Regions from separate parts of the Canis lupus genome. Here region 2 is linked to region 1. The links are chromatin contacts, called in public Hi-C maps. All regions are on one chromosome and are shown on one strand. Each heading gives the region's core, a stretch centred on a gene start, on an enhancer-like site or on the middle of the called end of the contact. The rest is flanking DNA. Distances are from core to core; before and after follow the strand shown. Region 1 holds the start of EIF3E (eukaryotic translation initiation factor 3 subunit E). Region 2 holds the start of EMC2 (ER membrane protein complex subunit 2).

The links. A called contact is a pair of places that touch in the nucleus more often than the background predicts.
Region 2: a contact with region 1 is called in a Hi-C map of blood, with 2.5 times the contacts expected there. The contact joins the promoter of EMC2 here to the promoter of EIF3E in region 1. A contact is called at or near these places in 3 of 9 Hi-C or Micro-C datasets (amygdala and blood).

What each region holds. Positions count from the first base shown.
Region 1 is chr13:9,108,024-9,112,134 of UU_Cfam_GSD_1.0, forward strand. It overlaps EIF3E (eukaryotic translation initiation factor 3 subunit E), which reads right to left and starts at 2,029. Exons shown (of 13, transcript XM_038555335.1): 1 at 1,871-2,029. The coding sequence starts at 1,960.
Region 2 is chr13:9,289,460-9,293,570 of UU_Cfam_GSD_1.0, forward strand. EMC2 (ER membrane protein complex subunit 2) reads left to right here and starts at 1,920. Exons shown (of 13, transcript XR_005368539.1): 1 at 1,920-1,968. LOC102154667 (a long non-coding RNA gene) reads right to left here and starts at 1,760. Exons shown (of 6, transcript XR_005368537.1): 1 at 1,641-1,760; 2 at 1,209-1,400.

The DNA.
Region 1 (4,111 bases), core at 779-3,278:
ATCAAGTCCCACACTGGGCTCCCCTTGAGGAGCTTGCTTCTCCCTCTGCCTATGTCTCTGCCTCTCTTATGAAAAAAATCTTTAAAAACCTATCCTCAACAAAAACAAAAACCTATCTTCAAAGTCCTTTTTGCCCACAGAATAGAATCTTTTCAATTCTAACAGCACTCTGCCAGTACTTCTCTACCTTTGTCCCTTTTTGCATTGTATGTAATTATAGACCTTTATCTCCTCTAAAGGATAGGTAAGTTTCTCAGTGGTGAGAGGTCTGAGTTTTATCCTAGATTTAACACAATTCCATGACAGACCTATACTTAGTAACTGCTAAGTAAATACTCCAGTATCTTTCTTCCTCTGAGTGTATTCCAGCCATCTCACCCATTCTCTACAAAATGGCAGGTACTGAGCAGTTATTTTCCAATGACTCTCAGCTGCCATTCATAGTTTTGGTCTTACCTTATGAAAAACTAATTTTCCTTCACATATTCCTCCCTTTTATCTACCTGCCTTGTAAAACAAAAACATAAAGACCACATCACAAGAATATGGACTTTGGCTAGTTTAGGAGCATTTCTACAAGTAGCTGATAAAGGATTTCTAATATGGCATTTTTCTATTCTTTCATTTTTAGTGAATTATCCTCACACATCCAGAAAAGGAAACAAGGCTGAATAGGCGGTTTTATTCAAGCTCTAAAAATATAGGTGTAAAAAAAAAAAAAATATATATATATATATATATAGGTGTAACTACATGCTAGGTAAAGAAAAATCAAATGAACTTTGCTGCTCCTTAACATCATAACTTTAGAGTCCTGCTATGTGTTTGGAAAAGGAACAGATAATTTTGCGGACTATACCTGAACAGTAACTACCAAGATCTGAAAAGTTATCAGAACAATTTAATGTTGATTTGCAGAGCTCTTCTGTTTTATTGTCGTTGAGCCACACAAATATACTTCCCAAGTCTAGAGTTCCCTATGTAGACTTATGTTGTAACCTGCTTTCTGATACAGGATTCACTTACTTTTCTGGCCAATAATCGAATCCCTTCATCATAGTAACACTGCTTTATCATAATTACTATGTATCTATTTCCCAACAAACTCAAGGTAGAACTAACACCAACATTTCAAAACTTTCAGGATTGAGACGTTTTGAAATGAGGAATCAGAACCACATAATTCAAGGTACCTAGAGTAGCTAAATGAAGGTTAACTTTCAAATTACTCTTAGTCTGTATACACCGGAAAACCACTTTTAGGTAAAAAACAAACAAAATTGTCCAGTTTTTTTTTTTTTTGAGGGGTCGGGGAGAAGGACGCCCCATCAGACAAAATATGCCATGCTCTAAGAACTGGCTATACTTCTCGAAAGACCGGGAAAACTATGCGAAGGACTCGCAACTTTATGGAAGTTAAAGTAGGACTTGGTTTTTAAGTGTATGAAAATTATTCCAAAGATCTGGCAAACAAAAACACAAAGCCAAGCACACCCTTCCCCATAGTCCCCGAAAGAAAACCCCAAATCTCCCTACACAACAATTTGCTTTCAGAAGCAAGCGTTACTACTTGGAAGCTGGCGAATGGTCCACTTCCGAGAGGACCTGACGCGGAAGTCCCTCTGGCACTGTCCCCTCCAGCAGTGAAGCAGAGACCTCTTCAACCCGCAATTCTTGTCACAACCGAGTTCTGCCGTGCTAACCAACTGGGACGGCGCTAAATTACCCGCAGATGCTCCTGCCTCACGCAGGACCAAACTCGCGGCCGCCTCACACGTGTGTCAGGCCTAGGGCTACCGCCACCGCCTCTCGGCCTTGCCCGGCGTCTTACGCGCTCCCGCGGCTTCTTCGCGGCCAAAGCCCCCCTCACCTCTTTTACGGAGAGAAACTCAAGCAACGGAAAGACTAGATGCCGATCCAAAAAGTGCGCGATGCGAGTAGTCAAGTCGTACTCCGCCATCTTGCCAAGGAAAAAGAAAGTCTGTACTCACTAAAACTTTATTGATAGCGTCGACGAACGAACGGACAAGGCCCGGGTTGCGCGTGCGCAGTGGTTAACCACGCCCGGGGAAGGGGGCGGCGTTCAGCCCCAAGCGCTCAGAGAACAATAGCGCATGCGTGCGGGTCCTCCCTTCCTTTAGGCCACCGTGAGGCCGGGCGGAGCCGCGGGCGCGCCTTCTTCCGTTCGCGAGTTGACGGGCGTGCGGCCATCCGTTCCGCTAGTAAACACTGAGAAGGGGTTGTCGATTTCTCCGGGAAGTGGCAGAGGGCCAGATAATGAGGCCCCTGCTTTCCGGGGAGTTGCACGGGAGAAAGAATGAATACCTGAGGTTTCGTTCGGCGTGTAGTGTTTGTTTTGTAGTCGTGGGTTGCATTAAGGTGGGCGGGTTTCTAGGCAGGAAACTAGTGAAGTAGTTTTTGATGGTAATTAAGATCCGTGATCTGTCGGGCGTGGTCGGCCGGACCTATTCATTTAGGAAGGTTGGAGGAAGCACAGGGTAGCAGTTTAATGGAGGCTTGTAGCGGCTGAAGGAGGCGACAAAATTGGAGCCAGGGTAAAACCGTGCGTGGTGGATGGCTTAGCAATCAGAAAGGCCACGACACAGGAGAGGACTTGGTATAGTCCAAAAGCTGAATATCCTGTGTGACTAGACAGTGAGGCAAAGACGATGTGAAGGGCCAGGTCATGATTAAGGTAAGAAGGTGGATTTTATTCCAGGTGCTCTGAAGTCTCCTTTGCCAGTCCGCTTTCATCTTTCAGGCCTCTTCATTCTGGAGGGCCTCAGGGTCTTGGACCTCTTCTCTATCTAAGTCGATATACCCTAGTTGATATCATTCAACCTAATGGCTTTAAATGCAGTCTATACATGGACAACTCCTAAATTGTAGCCCCAACACAGACTTTTAGTTAACTGCAGGCTCACATGTATCTAGCTGGCTACACAGCACCTCAACATCAACATGTCCAAAACTAGACTCCCACATGTAGCTCATCAAAACCTGCTCTTTTTGCCCTCTTCTCCGTCTCGGTGAATGCTAGTTCCATCTGCCCACTTGCTCAGACCCTAAACCTTGGAGTCATCTTTGGCTTTTCTCTTTCTGTTACATTTTGCACTGAATGCACCAACGAACCCTTTGGTTTTTGACATCTGAAGCATGTCTGGATCCAGTCAGTTCACACCACCTCCAAAGTCACATCCCTAGTCCAAACCACCACCGTGTCTTGCTTTGGTTTTTACAGTATCTTCTTCACTAATTACTTTGCTTCCCTTCTTTTCCACCTGTGATTTATTCCCACAGAAGCCAGGGTGACTCTTAAAATAAACATGCTTAAAGCTATCAAAGCCTTGTTATCTCTTGCACTAACCTCATCTTCTTCATATCCTCTTCTTGTTCACTCTACCCCAGCCCTATTTTCTGTCTCTATAGATTTCCCTATTCAGAGCTTTCATGTGAATGGACACATATAATACGTGGCCTTTTGTGTCTGACACTTTCAATTTGCATAATATTTCCAAAATTCACCCTAGTTTTAGCATGACCAGTACTTCATTTCTTTTCATGGCCAAATTATATTCTATTATATGGCTATACCACAAAACAATTATGGACATTTGGGTGGTTTCTACCCTTTGGCTACTATGAATAATGCTGCTATAAATATTTGTGTACAAATTTTTGTGTAGACGTATATTTTCAGTTTTCTTGGTTCTATACCCAGAGATGGAACTGGTGGGATACATGGTAACTATGTTTAATCACTTGACTGTACTATAATTTTGCAAGATATTAACACTGGGGAAACTGAGTAAAGGATCTTGCAAGTGTTTGTGAATCTACTATCTCAGAATAAAATTTCAATTTGAAAAAAAATGATTTCTAGACTTTGGGCATAGGAAACTGGGTTCCCACTGGTGAGTAGTAGATGAGGGGAGAATGGTAGAGGAATAGGTATGGGTGCTAAAATCAGGAATTCTGTTTTAGAAGAATAAGATCCTTATTAGATATCCACATAATGATGTGTAGTATGCAAATTGACATACTATTCTGGATCAGTTGATATAGTTGTTACCACTTACCATGTATGTCACCTTGTAGAATAGACCCTCGT
Region 2 (4,111 bases), core at 670-3,169, 180 kb after region 1:
AGCTAGAATGAAACTAACATAGTTAAGAGGCTATTACAGTCAGTAAGGTGAGAGATGGTTGTGGCTTAGACTGAAGTAGTACCAGTGGAGATGCAAGTAGACTTGGAAAAAGTTTTGGAAGTACAATACAGTATTTACCGACAGGCTACATATAGGAGGTGGAGAATCGACAATACTTCCTAGAATTTTAGTTTGTGCAACTAAGTGGATAGTTTCATCAACTGCAGTGGGGAAGCCTATTTGGGGGGTGTGGTGGAAGGAATCCAGAATTCTGTTTGGGATATGTTAACTTGGAGATGTGTATTAGCTATCTAAGTGAATATGTCAAGAAAGCAGAACTGGGTCTCAGAGGAGAATTTGGGAGTCATCAGCATATAAGTAGTATTTATAGCCAAAGGACTGGTACCTCCATGGGAGTGCCATGCAATATCTCTTTTAATTTTGATAACAATTCAAAGTAGGTATTTTTCTTTTTATATAACTATAATTAGCTTCTTTTTATACATGAGCAAATGGGATGCTCAGAGATATACATTCCAAAAGTCAACCAGCTACTAAATATTGGAGTTTGGGTTCAAATCTGTCTGATAGAGTTCGTGTTCGTTCTATTGTTTTCTTGAAGCATTAGAATACATGAATTTCTGAGTGGAAGGTTTTTAATTTTTTTGAATGAAGAATTTCTAAAAGGTCTGTTAAGTTTGCAGAGAATGAAGCTCATTCAGAATCGATTCCAAGTTTCTAAGTTCAATAGTCTTTTCTGTCCTTATGTAACTTCTCTGTGGCTGATGCTATTGATAGTTCCTTTTACTTTTTTAAATTCTACTCCCCTGGCTTGTGGGATATGACCCTCCTTTCTCCCTATCTTGATTGCCTCTTCATTGTTCCTTAACTATGGCTATAATGTAGAAATTTTTTGCCTTCTTTCCTCATTTTACATATTCCCTTTACAATTTCATGTTTCCATTGTTTCAAATATTAAATATATGCATATGAATTTAAATTTCTTTTCTTCTACTCCAGACACGTCTCCCTAGCTCTAGTAGACTAGGTCTAATGGTTCCAGAAAGCAAATAGCTTGGTGGGTGAGGGTGGGAAAGGAGGCTCCCCGCCGTGAAGTGGTAGAGGAGGAGCCAAGTGCAGGGACTGGGACGGTCTCCTTTGTACATTTATTCCGTATTTCATTCATTCACTTATTTATAAGGATTTACATGTTGGCTGGTCTTACGAGTTTTCAAATCTAGAATGGCAGACGGTGATCCAGGTTGCCAAGAAGACTTCACGTGAACATTTATTTACTCAGTCCTCGGCCACACAAGCATAATGCGTAAAGGCAGAATCTCGCTTAGTCTCTCAGAGAGATTTAAACAAATTTTTGGAGTGCATCAGTTTAGTCGGACATTCTAAAAGAAAAATGGAAAGCAAATCCCATTACGGAAGGAGGAAAGCTGGCAAATAAAGGACTGGAGCAGATGTGACATTGCAGCAGAGCATGAAGAGAACAAGGTTAGGGAGTGGGAAGAAAACGAATACACCTACGTAGGGAAAAATGAAAAGCCGGGAGTGGCGCATATTAAAAAAAACAAAAAAACAAAAAAAACAACAACCCGCATTTGCTAAAAATCCCTGGTAAAAAAAGTCACCTCGTCCTGGGCGGACTTCACCTTCCGGCCCTCAAGTCACGGCGTCCTCAGAGTCCCTGAACGCCACCAGCCGCCAAGCTCGCCCCGCCCGCTCCGCTCCGCTCCGCTCGCCCCGCCCCCTTCCCCAACTTCCCTGCCAGGGGGCCGCGTGCACGTGCGCGGCGGATCCCGCCCCCTCCGGCCCTCTCGACCAATGAGAAAGGGCGTCGCAGTTCGCCACCGCCCGGTCGCAGGTCACGTGACGGTGTCTCCCCGCCCTCTCATTCCCTGCCTCTAGGTTCTGAGAAGATGGCGAAGGTCTCAGAGCTTTACGATGTCACTTGGGAAGGTAATTGCGGGCGGGGAGGGCGCGGAAAGACCAAAAGCCCTGGGAAGCGGTTCGGCAGTACGTGCCGCCGGGCGGAGACCTGGATTCTTTGGTCTGTCTTCTGCACTGGAGCTCTCTCCGGACCGGCCAAGCTGAGGAGGTGGCCGAGGTGGATTTTGAGGCTGACCCTCTCCTTGGCCCGGCCGCCGATTGCAGTCTGTGGTGTTCCCCACCGCCCGTGCTCATCAATAGACTGACTGACCCATGTACCGCCGCGCTGTGCAGTAGCCCAGGATGGCTTCCATTCTGAGACGGGAGGGCCGTCACGCATGTCGTGTGGCTGCTGGGAGGCGCGGAGGAGGCGGGGTGGTTCCCTGCCGAAGCTTCCCTGCAGCCGAGAAATACAGGGCCTCCGAGGCCTTTCATTAAGCTGTGTGAGGGTTACGACTCTGGGCTTTAAAGGTCTGTGGAAGACCCGTGAACAAAATTGATCCTCCCACGTGCCACTTTACATTTCGTTCTCTGCAAAACTGGGTCTCGCATTTCTCTTCTTCAATATCCGCTCCCCCATTCCCCTCAAAGCACACTTAGACACGTAACACAACTTTCTTTCTGCTTCCTGCCAGTAATTCCTTTTCTGAAAGGGGAAAAGAACTGGTTATTTTAGGTATATGCTCAAGTGTGATGGACTTCTTTTCCCATTCTACTTTAAGGGAGAGTGTTCTTTAAATCTGGAAGCAGCCAAACTTTGAGCCCGTTTTACAAGAGATTTTTGTGTTCTTAAAAACTTTAGTGGGAAGCATGGTTAAGAGCCTTGAGTTTCTCTAAGGCATGATAGTTGTGTAATTGAAATTTCTTTTCCCGTTATTTAACGGTAGCTTTAATAGCTTATTTGTTTAGTGAATGCCTTCTTCAGATACTTAAACAGTGACCTGATAACATGTGGACTGAAAGTTATATTGGCCATTTGATGGTGACTGTCTCTCTCAGATATTACAAAATTGCAAACATATGTGGGAAAAGGTAAAATTCCTTTATACCTGAACGGAATTCAGTAATTTATCATTAGTTTTGTGGCCTCTAGCTCACTGTAACCTCAGGATTTCTACCTGTATTGGGGGAGTTCATTCTATTAAATAAAAGTATTAGCTGCTTAGTGCTAGATCTTGGGTATATTAAATTAAGGAACACACAGTCCTTACCTTTAGGGAATTCACAGTCTAAGGGAGAAGACAGACCTGTAAAATACATAGTTTTAAAAGGCTTCTGTCAACTGTATATTCGGAAGCCAGATGGTAGATATGTGGCTGTTACTTTTAATGCTTTTTAAAATTTTCTTCGATTATTTCATACTTTTTAGAAAGTGCTACTTTGAAGGTATGTTCAATTCGGTTTCTTAGATGATAGGAGCAAGTAGATATGACCTATTAGCAGATAAGGTAATGATTTAGTAGGTAACTTGGATCTTACCCTTGGGTATTGTAAAGAGGAGTGGATTTAGAATAATAAATACAAACTACTTCACAAGTATGATTGAACAAAAGAGAAAACATGTTAAAATGCTTTTACACCATTAAGTGCTTTATAAAAAGATGATCTAGCTCCTTGTCCATGACTCCCACTTTATCTTAATTATTTCGCCCCTTACTCTTTGGGCTGGCTATGCTGGCTTTTGTTGAATTCCCTAAATGTGTTCTGCTCCTCTTATCTTAGAGCTGGACAGATGCTATTTCTTCCTACTGGGAGTGTTTTTCCTTTCTTGCTCTAGTCTTGCTACCATTATACATTACCGTGTATCGGAATTTCCCTCAAAGGTCATATATTTTGGAGAGCTTTCCTTGACCACCCTATCCTATCCCTTTGCCAAAATGTTTTGAAAAAAAGAATAAAAACAACAACAAAAGCAACAAAATGTACTTCTGGTCCTTTAACTCTGTGTCCTCATATTATTGAAGTCCTTATCCAATTTGTTAAGTTTTAAAATTTTGTTTCCTAGAATGAAGGGAGGGCCAGCCTGTTTTATTCTTGTGCTAGACATTTTGGAAGAGCTTAGTAATTGTTTACTAAGTGAATTGTTAATAGCATTAATAATAAACATTAACAAACTGTCACAAAGGACTATAAGTCATTTTTCAAGTGTTGGAAAAATTTCTGTACCTTAGGT